Linked DNA regions of Mus musculus: all the other regions are linked to region 2. The links are chromatin contacts, called in public Hi-C and HiChIP or PLAC-seq maps. All regions are on one chromosome and are shown on one strand. The core of a region is the stretch at or near the end of the contact, and the rest is flanking DNA. Distances in the headings are between cores, read along the strand shown. Region 1 overlaps Foxk1 (forkhead box K1). Region 2 has its middle 21 kb from the start of Gm38730. Region 3 overlaps Gm31127 (a long non-coding RNA gene).

Region 1 (3,874 bases), core at 925-3,424, 1.4 Mb after region 2:
CCAGTCTGCATCAGAAGTCTAGCACCCCACCGAGCCCCGCCCCTCCCCTCCCCACCCCAACCCACTCCCAGCCTTAGTTTCACTTGCTTGTGGTTTCAGTTATGCACAGTCCAAAAATACCAAGTGGAAAACTGCAGAAAATGAGCAAGTTACAAGTCTTCAATCAAGTGCAGCGCTGCATAGCTCCTCCCCTGTGTGTGACTCCCTGCCCAGTGTATCTGGTGGGTGGCTGGATTACCCAGTCTGCACTGTGGGCTGGGGATGAAGCCCCATGGTAGATCACTTAACCTGGCATGCATCAGTACTGGGAGAGGGCGGGGAGGGTCAAATTCAGGCGTGCCAAAGACCAGCAGCACAGCAAGTTCTGCCGGTAAGTTACAGGCCACGCTTTATCGTGGAGTAGGAACGTAGGAACGTAGGAAGCGATGGTGTGTGTCAGGCTCTGTGCTGTCTAGGACTTCAGGGACACCTGGAGGTCTCTGCATGCGTACCTCTGGAAAAGGAGCCTCCTGAATGCTTGTCTTCCTGGCAAACTTTGGTGCTTCCTTCAGGTTGTGTAACCTTCCTGTGATCACATTAGAACTTGAAGGCGGCATCGAATGTTCTAGGCATCTACGGACACTGAGTCTGCTGTTTCCTGTCCCTGTCTGCACCAACAGGCCTTACCTTGTTTCCTTTCCCATCTGACAACTTGGTTTCTCCCCACCAGCGGGTTTAGGGCCCTCCGTGTTCCTTTGGCCTGTCCCTGCTGTTTGTGTGTCATCCTGCACTGTCTGGGGTGCTGCAACATTGGGTTTCCAGTCGAGCTTGGTGGGGGCCATCCCAGTTCTCCTGGGATCCCAGTGGCTGCATCTGAGGTGTGTGTCCCTGTGTAGCACCACTTGGGCTCTGTCTCATCAGCCTGCAGGGAACTTTTGTATGGTCACCGTGTCTGCACTGGACAGCCCTTCCTCCCCAGATGTCGCACCGGTGAGAAGTCTTCGAAAAACATAGACCTGGCCTGGCAAAGGCCTGAGAGCCCAGATCCAGTATCAGACCCCCAGATATAGGGCGATGGCTCCCCTCTCCTGCCGTAAGACTGCCTAAAGGTAGCTGATATTGGGCTGGGCTGGTCAGTGGTGAGACCAAGTTCAGATCTCCAGAACCTATGCAAAGATAGCGTATAGCCCAGCTAGCTGAGCTGTCCTCTGACCTGCACACATACATGCATACATACATATATAATTACATATACACACATCATATGCACACGATTTTTAAACGAGTACCTAATATTAGGGTGTTTTCCACCTTGGGTACTTTGTGGTTTCAGAAGCAAAGTTAATCTTTTGAAGGAGCTCCAGGGACTTAAGTAACATGACACTTACCTTAGAAGAACACATTCTTTTTGAAAACAAAAACAAAAAACAAAACAAAACAAAATCCATGTATTTATTAGTATGTATGTGCGCGCACACACCGTGCTACACCCTTCTACCACGCAGGCAGGTTCAGGGAACTGAACTTGCATTGTCTGTCAGGCTTGCCTGCAAGCACCTCACCTGCACAGGGTACCTCACCTGCACAGGGCACCTCACCTGCACAGGGCACCTATCTCACCTGCGCAGGGCACCTCACCTGCGCAGGGCACCTCACCTGCGCATGGCACCTCACCTGCGCAGGGCACCTCACCTGCACAGGGCACCTCACCTGCACAGGGCACCTACCTCACCTGCGCAGGGCACCTCACCTGCGCAGGGCACCTACCTCACCTGCGCATGGCACCTCACCTGCGCAGGGCACCTCACCTGCGCAGGGCACCTACCTCACCTGCGCAGAGCACCTCACCTGCGCAGGGCACAGACATGCTTGAGGATAAGTCTGCAGTGTTTGCCTCTGAAGATCTTCCTTCTCTGCCCTTTTGTTCAAACTCAGCAGTAAATGGTGGGTGTCGTGCGGTTCCCACAGTGGAGGGACTCCCCTAGGGCCCCTCTGGCTTGTCCCGCATGGCCTGCCCTTTGCAGGCGTCCTTCTGCGTCAGGGCCTCGTGTTTCCGAGAGGGACTTTGGATTTCACGTCTCCTCCCTCTCCCCAGTAAAGTTCCATCGTCTTTGGTTCAGCTCCTGCCAGAGTCTCCTATTGTATGTGTGTCACAATTACGGGGCCCAGCCATTTCCTTCCTTGTACTCTGTCTTGTTTTCCCCATCTTGGGGTTTGTAATTCCCCTTTTCTGTGTGGTCCAGCGTGCTCGGTGTCCCGCACCCTTCTGGCAGGCTGCTGCCTCCGCAGCCCGGCCCTGGCTCTAGGTAGGACCTTCTGACCCACGAGTGGTCTTCCTCCTCATCCAGGACTTCCGGGAGGAAAAGGTTCCATCCTGGACTCACATGTCTTTCTTTCTTGAATTACTCCTCTCGGGTTATTAAGGAGCATTCTTCACCTACTTCCCGAGAAGGGTCCTGAGCGGCCGCCCCGCCAGCCTGGTGACTCGGCCCCTTTTGAAAACACTGTTGAGGGACTTGAGATTGGGAGGCAAGTCCTCGACCTCGAGTCCCTTCACTGCCTGTTCTCGCTCGGACCTCAGCTGCCCGAGTAGCTGGGTGACAACCCTGTGCCCAAACCCGTGGGGGGCGGGGGGGGCAGAGTTCAACTTCAGGTACCAGTTCTCCCCAGTGTCCTCAGGGTGCACTCCCTGGCCTAAAACCCCCCAGTTACTCTAGGCTGACTGGCCTGTGAGTCCCAGGGACCCTCCTGCCCCCTGCCCCCTGCCTCCTGCCTCCTCCGTGCTGGGATTACAAGTGCCAGCCACCACACCCAGCTTTTTGATGTAGGTTCTAGACATCAATTTCAGATCTTCATACTTATGTGGCCAGCACTTTACCAGCTGTGGTACCTTCACAGCCCTGGCCCTGGCAGCCCTTGCAGACTGTAACCCTCCACCCCCAATTTGACAGTACTGTTCCCCTGAACCCAGCAGTTCTAGGGTCTCCACACTGGCTGTGAGGCTGGCACTGGAAGAAAGTGACCAGAGAGGCCCTGCTACTGACACTGTCAAGGTGTTGGGTAGGGTGGGGTGTGGTACTCCTCCTCCATTCAGGTTTCTCTGTTTGAAATCTGCTCACAGTAACATGCAGAAGTGCAGTGGAGTTCAAAGCCTCCTTCAGCTGCTTAGCAAGTTCAAGGCCAGCTAAAGAGGCCCTGGAGAAGATTAGCATGTTCCCTCCCCTGTATAAATGAAAGAAAGAAAAGAAAAAGAAAGTAAGAAGTGACTGCCTGTATGGCTGCCTGTGCCTGTCAGGGGCCCTGGACACCTGAGCCAGGCAGCAGTGTTTCTCGGCATGACTGAGGAGTCAAGCAAGCCAGGCTCCAGGGTGTGGCCCAGGCTGTCACAGGGCCAGCATGAGATTATCAAGGTTGCTGCTGGAACAGGCCAGGGCCAGGCCAGTCCCCAGGAGCTGACTGGCACTACAGCCTGCAAGCTTCATCATTGTCTTCAGAGTGTGCTCACCACCGGGTGTGTGTGTGTGCGTGCGCGCGTGCGTGCGTGTGTGTGTGTGTGTGTGTGTGTGTGTGTGTGTGTGTGTGTGTGTGTGAACTCCTCTGAGGCTGTGCTCGGTTTTCCTCTCTGTTGTTTGAGACAGGGTCTCTCATTGGCCAACAGCAACTTACTTGACAGTGACAGGCATGAGTTTATTCGGCTCTGCTTCCTGTATGCAGACTCCATCACACTCTCCAAGCCGGCCCTCCACCAAGTCCTGGCTCTCTGGCTCCAGGGTGGAGCCAGTCAGTTTTTTTAGGGACTGAGTCCTGGGTTCCCCACAGGGAGGGCTCTGCCTTCCCTAGAAGCAAAAGGCTCCTCCTGAAGGATCAGAGCAACCTTGATCCCCAGGATCAACCT
Region 2 (3,880 bases), core at 98-2,597:
AGAAGAAGAAGAAGAAGAAGAAGATGGTAAAACTGGGTGGTTTTTTTTTATATCACAAAAATTTAGCATCGGGGTTTTCTTAACACCCATGTAGGATAATACTCAAAACACAGTTTAGAGAGAAACTAAACTGTTTACTACACAGTTTAGAGTTTAGATGAAAGGGAGAAAGAAAAGGAGGGAAATGATCGAGTGAAGAAATAAGGATGCAAATGAGCTTAGTGTGATGGATATGGTGTGCTCTGTTCCCCAAAGGCTCACATGTTGGAATACTGGGTCCCCAGGTGGCAGCTCAGCTTTGTGAACCTCAAGGAAGTGGAACTTACGGAGCAAGTGGGTCGCTGGAGGATGGGAATTAAAGTTTACAGCCCCTACTAACAAGAGCACATGACTTCCAAACCCCGCCTCCAGGTCTGTGTTCAAGTAGCTCCCTGTAGGATCTATTCCCAAGTTCAAAGTTGCCCTTGCCCTTGCTCTAGCTATGTGACCCCTCCCCCCTTTACCTATTAGAGTCAAGGGACTCTGAGGCTGGCCTCGTTCTGCCACTGAAGCACACATATTTCAGTCACCAACCTGGTGCCACGTCCTTAATGACTCCAGACTGTGACTGCTCTGCCATCTCTGCCTGCAACAGCTGCTCCCTCCGTCTGCTCACGGAGCCAGTGCAAGCTGCGCTAGCGTTAGTTACTTTTCTCCTCACTAGGACAAAACACTTGGCAGGAATGGCTTCCGAGATGAAGAGTTTATTTGGGCAAACAGATAAAGGGGATGTAGTCCGTCATGGCAGAGAAAGTGTGGCAGCTGGGATTGGCTCTGCAGAAGCCACAGACACCTGTTTCTTCTCATCTCTTTGAACCAGGAAGCAAAGAGTTTGGGCAGAAAGCTTGCAGTGATCTACTCCTTCCAGCTGGGCCCCACTTCCCGTTTGCTAAACTCCCCATATAGCGCCATCAGCTGGGGAGCAAGTGTTCAAACCCATGAGCTGATCAGGGCGACTCACAGTGGAATCCTAACACTGAGCAGCGCAGATTCCTCATGAGACAATGCTGAGCTCAGATGGATGCTAATGGCATTGTCTCGGCTTAGCCTTCATTAGAGACCCTCTTTGTCTAACAAAGTCTAAAGTTCCAAGCAGTCTTGTTAACTAGTGTTAACTGTGGTCTGTCTAGACCGGGGTTTCTAGGAACTTGGCTTCTTGTTTAAAGAATTGAAAAAAGTGTGCTCAAAGAGAGAAGCAACGAAGGATTTTATTCAGAATCAGAGCGAAGGTATAGGGTAGATAAGGCTGTAAGGGAACACTCAGCTCTGAGAAAGCTTGTCGCTCAACCTCCCCCCTCCCCCCTCCCCCCCCTCCCCGTGACCTCCGGGGACTTCCTTTTATGGGTTCTTGAGGGATTGGTTGCTATGGGCGGAGTGAGGGTGGTTTCTGCTTTTGATTGACAGACTTGGGTTATGTAGGCTTTTGTTCAGTGTACATACCCTTTCCCACAATGCATCTGACTTTAATCGTGTGTACATCCAGTCATTAATAAGATGGCAAATTAGGGAGTTTTTCCTAAAAGTTCACCCACAGGATAGTTTGCCTTATTGTACATGCACTTGAAACCAGTCCAGGAGGTATTGTCCCGCTTGCTGCTCCTAGTTCCAAAATACACTTCAGGATGTGTTTAGCAACGAAAGGGGAATTTCTAGGGAACTCGAGTTTGGAGTGAGAATAGACTCCTGGATACACGGGTGCGTAAGGTTTGATGAAGGTGGGGTTTCCAAAAGGCATTTGTGTAATTGAAGCCAAGTGGGTTCCAGGTCGCTAAGTTGTCCCTATGCTTGTCTGCCTCGCTAGGACCTCCATCATCATCGAAGCCTTACTAATCCTTACCAGTTCTTTCAAGGTGCCATCTTCTATTCTCAGCACCTCCTGTACCTGTTTTCTCTGTGCTAGCACCCAGACGCAAACTTGTTCCCCACCCCCACCCCCCACCCCCACCTACTCCCCGCTCCTAGCTGCCCTTGAACTTCTCCCTTCTGATGATCCCTTCCACCCTGCTTTGCCCCATGCAGCCCATTGATCGAGTTTCTCTGGTTCTCTCTCCTAGTGAAGCCCACAGCCACACCTCACTTCTTTCCAGCTACCGCAGTGTGGACCCCAGAGGGGGCACCACGCATCGCCTGTGTCCCCTGGGCCAGCGCTCCACCTGGCAGACAGGCCTGTGTTTTCATTGCACTTGAGATTTGTTTTTGCTGCAGATGGTGAGACACGCTTTCACAGAAATGATTGCCCCAGAGGAAGATTGTACTCACAAATCCCCAGGATAGGGAGGCGGGGGGGGGGGGGGGGGGGAGGAGAAGATCGCAGGGCATGCTGGGAAGTACCTGCCCTGGTCAGGAGGGCCTTCAGTGTGACTTCCGACAATGGATCCCTAAGGCAGGGCAGGCAGGCTTAGCATTGGGTATTTGCTTTGTTGTTTGGGTTGGATTTTCCCCAGTGCTGGAGATCAAACTCAGGGCCATCAGTATACGAGCACTGAGCCATATCTGCAGTTCCCAGGGCTGACTTACTTGAGTGATTCCAGTGTGTATGGGTCCTTGAAACTGTCTTTGGTTTGTCTGGGACTGGTCCTGAGGTGGCTAGGTGTTGTGTGACTTCTTTTGAGAGACATGAGCAAATGTCTATTCACCTCAGGTAGGGTAGTGACAACAGGCTGTATTTTTCTTCCAGACCCAGCTGCTGGATCAGTGAGCTTGCTAGGACTACATACAGGAGCATTTAGGACTAAGAGGCAGCTGCATCACCAAAAAAATTCACCCCAGCACACACATAAACACACACACACACACACACACACGTATATATACACAAATATACATGTACACACACAAATACAAGCATATAAATATGTATACACAAATATACATGCACACACAAACACAAATATGTACACATACATGCACAAATATGCACATAGACAAACAAATATACATATACACACATATACAAATATACATTTATATACAAACAGGCACAAATATACCTATACACAAAATATACTATATGCATAAAATATATACATACACAGATATACATATACACACAAAATGCATGTACACAAATACATATACATACATAAACATACACACAAACACACACAAATATACACACATATATACAAATATATATATACACACAAAACCTCAAATGTACACATTAAAAATATACATTTACACACAAACACACATAAATATACATATAAACCAATATACATATATGCACAAATATACATATATACACACAAGCACACATGTAAAATACATGTATACAAACACATATATACACACATACACAATACACACATGCAAAATACATATACATATATACACACATACATACACATATACACATTTACACAAACATACATGTTTTAGGTATGAAAGAAACAAGGCTTTAAAATATGTAGGTTGTTGTTGGTGAAGATGTAGCAGGATCTGTTTGGAGGCTTGATCAGGAAGTTGAGACTGCCTCTCTATCAGCTGCTTGCTGGGCAACAGCTATCTAAGAAGGGGTGTGGACTCAGGGTGCTTAACTACTTTTAGTTGCTATGGCAAAACACCATGACCTAAAGAGACCTGAGGAAGAAAAAGTTTATTTGGGCTTATGGCTTCGAGAGAGAGTCTTTAATGGCAGGGAGGCACAGCAGTAGATGGCATGAGTGGATTGCTTTCTGTCACACAGGAAGCTGAGAGTGAACTCTAAATGGCATGAGGCTCTAAACACTTCAGGTCTGCCTCCTCCAGCAAGGATGTACGTCCTACAGGTTGCCTAACCTCACCCAAAACAACACTGCCAGCCATGACCAAGTATCCAATACAGGAGCCATGGGGGGCA
Region 3 (3,964 bases), core at 152-2,651, 1.3 Mb after region 2:
CTGCTTTTCTCTATTCCAATCAGAGGAAACAGTTACACAGTGTTGTTGGGGAAAGCTGGGTAGGGAGATTTCAGAGTGAATCTGTATGTTAACTACCTCTTGCTTTGACAACTACAGCTGGGCGAGTATGCTTGGTTAGTGGTTGCCTACGATGCACAGAATTCTGAGTTCGAGACCTACATTTTAAAGGGAGCTCAAGAGGCTTGGGAGGTGGCTCAGTAGGTAAAAGTACTTACTGCACAAGCATAAGGTCTTGTGTTCGAATCCCCAGCACCCACATAGAAAAGCCACATGGTGCCTGATACTCCTGCGCTACTAAGAATGGAGCGAACTTGCTGCTAACTGTCCTAGTTTGCTTTCTGTTGCTGTGACAAAACTGCATCACCAAAAACAAGTTGGAGAGGAAACCGTTTAGTTGGCTTACAGCTTACAGTGCATTATGGAGAGACATCTGGGTAAGAACTGGAGGCAGGAACGGAAGCAGGGATCATGGAGGAACACCGCTTAATGGCTTGTTCCTCATGGCAGGACCATCTGCACAGGGGTGGCATCACCTCCCATGTCTTAGTTAGGATTTTGCTACTGTGAAGAGACACCATGAACAGACACCTCTTATAAAGGACAACATTTAATTAATTGGGGCTGGCTTATAGGTTCAGTGGTTCAGTCCATTATCATCAAGGTGGGAACATGGCAGCATCCAGACAGGCATGGTGCAGGAGGAGCTGAGAGTTCTACATCTTCATCTGAAGGCCACTAAGAGAAGACTGACTTCCAAGCAGTCAGGATGAGGGTCTTAAAGCCCACGCCTACAGTGACACACCTACTCCAACAAAGCCACACCTGCTAATAGTGTCATTCCCTGAGCATATACAAGCCATAATATCCTGTATCAATCATTAATCGAGAAAATGGTAGCAGGGTGTGATGGTGGGCGCCTTGAATCCCAGCACCTTGGGAGCGGGGCAGGTCTCTGAGTTTGGCCAGATTGGTCTGTAAGAGAATTCCATGATAGCCAGAGCTTGAAAGAGTGACACTCTCTCAAATAGAAAAAAAAAAAAAAAAAAAACAGGCTTGCCTACAGGCCAATTAATGGAGGCATTTTCTCAACTGAGTTCCCTGTTCCCAGACAAGGTCTCAGTCTATGCCCATGTACACACTTGTGTGCTTATACCCCCACACCGCCCAAAAAGGGATGTAAAATGACATCATATAGATGAAATCTTACATTAAACCTTAGGAGACTCGTAGACAGCTTGTTCTCCCTCTCCCTTGGAGCATACTAGGCTTCGCAGAGCAGGAAAAAAAAGTGTGGCCCATAGGTACAAGACATCCTTGGCAAACCCGCCTGCCTAGCACAGCTTCCCCACACCACATGGCTGTTACAGGCTGCATTTCGCAAGCAACAGTCAAAAGAAGCAGGCTGCACCTCATCTGTTTCCAATTATCCCAGCACTCTGTGTGTTTAACACAGCTATGCTGTTTCTAAATGGCCAAAAGCCAGGCTGGGGGGCGGGGGGGGGGGGCAGGCCATCTCAGACACCACTTCCTTCCCGAGGTGACACACTTCTTCCCAGAAGTGGGCAACTCTGTGGGCTTTCTGCTTGCTCAAAAATGGGGTGATAGTTCTAGATGGGTGGTGGTGCACATCTGTAATCCCAAAACTTGGGGCGGGGGAGGGAGCTGAAGTTTCAAGTTCAAGGCCAGCCTGGGCTACATGGTAAGACCCTGTCTTTAAAATACAAAAGGAAAGATGTTGCTACCCTCAGCACAGAACCCGTTAGCTCCTAACTTTATCTCCCCACTGTCTTTAAAGCTTTCTTTTCTGAAGTTCACAGTTCTGAAGTTTTCTCATTGAGCACTCCCTCCCTTGGGTCCTGCTCTTTTTATGTTTAATTTATTTTAAATGTTTATTGTATTTTTAAAATTTCTTTTGTTTAGTGGTGGGAGCACTCATACCCAGGGACACATAAGTCTGAGGACAACTTGTGGCAATCGGTTCTCTCCTTCAAACTCAAGCTGTCTGGTTTGGTGGCAAGCTCCTTTAACCCACTTCGCTACCAGGTGACCCTCCCAGTTTTCTCAAATGTAAGTTTTGGTTATGGTTTTAGATTAAATAAAATTTGAAATTAATGCTGAATAACCACATTTGACCATTATTATTGCTGTTGTTGCTGTTTTGACATAGGCTCTTTCTGTGTAGCCCAGGCTGGCTTCAAATTTGCTGTTATTCAACAATGATCTTAAACTCACAATTCTCCTTTCTCAGCTTCGCAAGTGGTGGTATAAGCTGCCATTCCTGGAGAGTAGTACCTAGTAGAAGAACAGTTATTTCAGTTTTGAATGAATAAATAATGTGATTATTGTGAACTTGCTTATACACACAGTGGGAATTCTTAAGCTTCATAGTCACATGACATCATTACTCTGAGAGACTACATGAAATTGAGAATCTGGGGTATGCAGAAACATGGAGTAACTTATATATTGTCGTGTGGGAAGGGGAACCGCTGGAACCCTAGGTGTCTGGCCCCACAGTCTGCCTTGCACACACCCCACACACATGCCAGCACATGAGCAAATTTACCCCAAAGATAGATCTCTGTGATCCTCTGTGTGCATCACAAAGCAAGAAAACACAAAGTTCTATGGTCACAGACCTTTGATCCCAGAGTCGCAGGATGCTGAGGCAGGAGGATTGATCACAAGTTCAAGACCTGACTGGGCCATAGAGCAGTCTCAAGATCAGGCTACATAATTTAGTGAGACCCTGTGTCAAAATAAAAAAGATAACAAATGTGCTCAGTGGTAAAGCACCTGCCTAGAACCCCCCCCCCCCCCCCCCCCCGAGTGAGGAGCTGGGGCGTGGCTCAGTGGTAGAGCCCCTGCCTAAAATCTCCCAGTGAGGGGTTGGGGGTATGGCTCAGTGGTAGAGCCCTGCCTAGAATCCCCCAATGAGGGACTGGGGCGTGGCTCAGTGGTAGAGCCCCTGCCTAAAATCCCCCAGTGAGGGGCTGGGGTATAGCTCACTGGTAGAACACCTGCCTGGAATCCCGCAGTTAATGGGGTGTAGCTCAGTGGTCGAGCAGTTGTGCTATGGATACCAGTACTGAAAACAATTAGTATGTTGTAGGACTTGTTCACATATAAATGGGTCTCTCTCTCTGTGTGTGTGTGTGTGTGTGTGTGTGTATTTCTGGAAGTAGCCTGAGCCTTTTGGTTGTGTTGTGTTTTTGGGAACCTAGTTTGCAGGCTTGAAAAAAGAGGTTTTTAACTGAGAGATTCAATCAGATGGGAAAAGTTCCCAGGAACAACGGCTTTCAGCCCCAGAGGAAAGATAACAGACGCGATCAGAGACTGAAACAGACTCTGAAACACCAGAAGCAACAGGGACCTGTGCTCTGCTCTATTTTTAAGATTTATTTTAGGAGAATGGGGAGATGGTTCAATGGTTAAGAGCACTGGCTGCTCTTGCTGGGGATACAAGTTGGATGGACAACCCCCACATGGTGGCTCACAACAGTCTGCAGCTCCATTCTCAAGATGTCTCTTGCCCTCCTCAGGCCTCTGCAGAACTTCACAAATGCCGTGTATAGACTTAAATGTAGATAAAACATCCACTTATAAAATGGAAACAATTTCATTATACACAGGGTGGTGTATGTATTTATGTGAGTGCAGGTACCCCTGCGGGCCAGAAGAGGGCGTTGGAGTCCCTGAAGCTAGAGCTTTAGGCAGCTGCGAGTCACCCCATGTGGGTGCTAGGAACCAAACTTGTATGCACACACACACACACACACGCGCACAAACATAACACACATACATATCACTCAGACACACCATGCCACACACACATGCACCCATATACCACACCACAACACACATATAAATACATATCACACATATATATATATCACTCCACACACATACATACACACACACCACACATACATATACTACTCCA

Evidence for each region. A called contact is a pair of places that touch in the nucleus more often than the background predicts. HiChIP or PLAC-seq counts read pairs in DNA pulled down with a chosen protein or histone mark.
Region 1: a contact with region 2 is called in an H3K27ac HiChIP or PLAC-seq map of microglia, with 6 times the contacts expected there. The contact joins two enhancer-like sites. A contact is called at or near these places in 2 of 39 promoter capture datasets (hippocampal neurons and pre-B cells), 2 of 15 datasets of contacts at CTCF or cohesin (large pre-B cells and pro-B cells), 12 of 484 Hi-C or Micro-C datasets (B cells, cerebellar granule neurons, cerebellum and 8 more) and 7 of 115 datasets of contacts at active chromatin or transcription factors (T-cell acute lymphoblastic leukemia, bone marrow-derived dendritic cells, embryonic stem cells and 3 more).
Region 3: a contact with region 2 is called in a Hi-C map of bone marrow-derived macrophages, with 9 read pairs. The contact joins two enhancer-like sites. A contact is called at or near these places in 2 of 39 promoter capture datasets (cranial neural crest and hippocampal neurons), 1 of 484 Hi-C or Micro-C datasets (bone marrow-derived macrophages) and 2 of 115 datasets of contacts at active chromatin or transcription factors (astrocytes and large pre-B cells).

The regions. Positions count from the first base shown.
Region 1 is chr5:142,441,612-142,445,485 of GRCm38.p6, forward strand. The region is part of intron 2 of Foxk1 (forkhead box K1); the gene reads left to right. Among named protein-coding and RNA genes, the nearest start is that of Ap5z1, 20 kb to the right of the region's middle. Within about 2 kb of position 2,175, at least 68 of the 459 cell types and tissues checked have an H3K27ac peak or open chromatin away from gene starts, as enhancers often do. A contact at or near this core is called in microglia, where this site is marked.
Region 2 is chr5:141,083,549-141,087,428 of GRCm38.p6, forward strand. No RefSeq gene overlaps it. Among named protein-coding and RNA genes, the nearest start is that of Gm38730, 21 kb to the left of the region's middle. Within about 2 kb of position 1,348, at least 57 of the 459 cell types and tissues checked have an H3K27ac peak or open chromatin away from gene starts, as enhancers often do. A contact at or near this core is called in bone marrow-derived macrophages and microglia, where this site is marked.
Region 3 is chr5:142,379,295-142,383,258 of GRCm38.p6, forward strand. Gm31127 (a long non-coding RNA gene) reads right to left here. Exons shown (of 4, transcript XR_377178.3): 3 at 2,254-2,313; 4 at 396-993. Among named protein-coding and RNA genes, the nearest start is that of Gm31127, 6.9 kb to the right of the region's middle. Within about 2 kb of position 1,402, at least 71 of the 459 cell types and tissues checked have an H3K27ac peak or open chromatin away from gene starts, as enhancers often do. A contact at or near this core is called in bone marrow-derived macrophages, where this site is marked.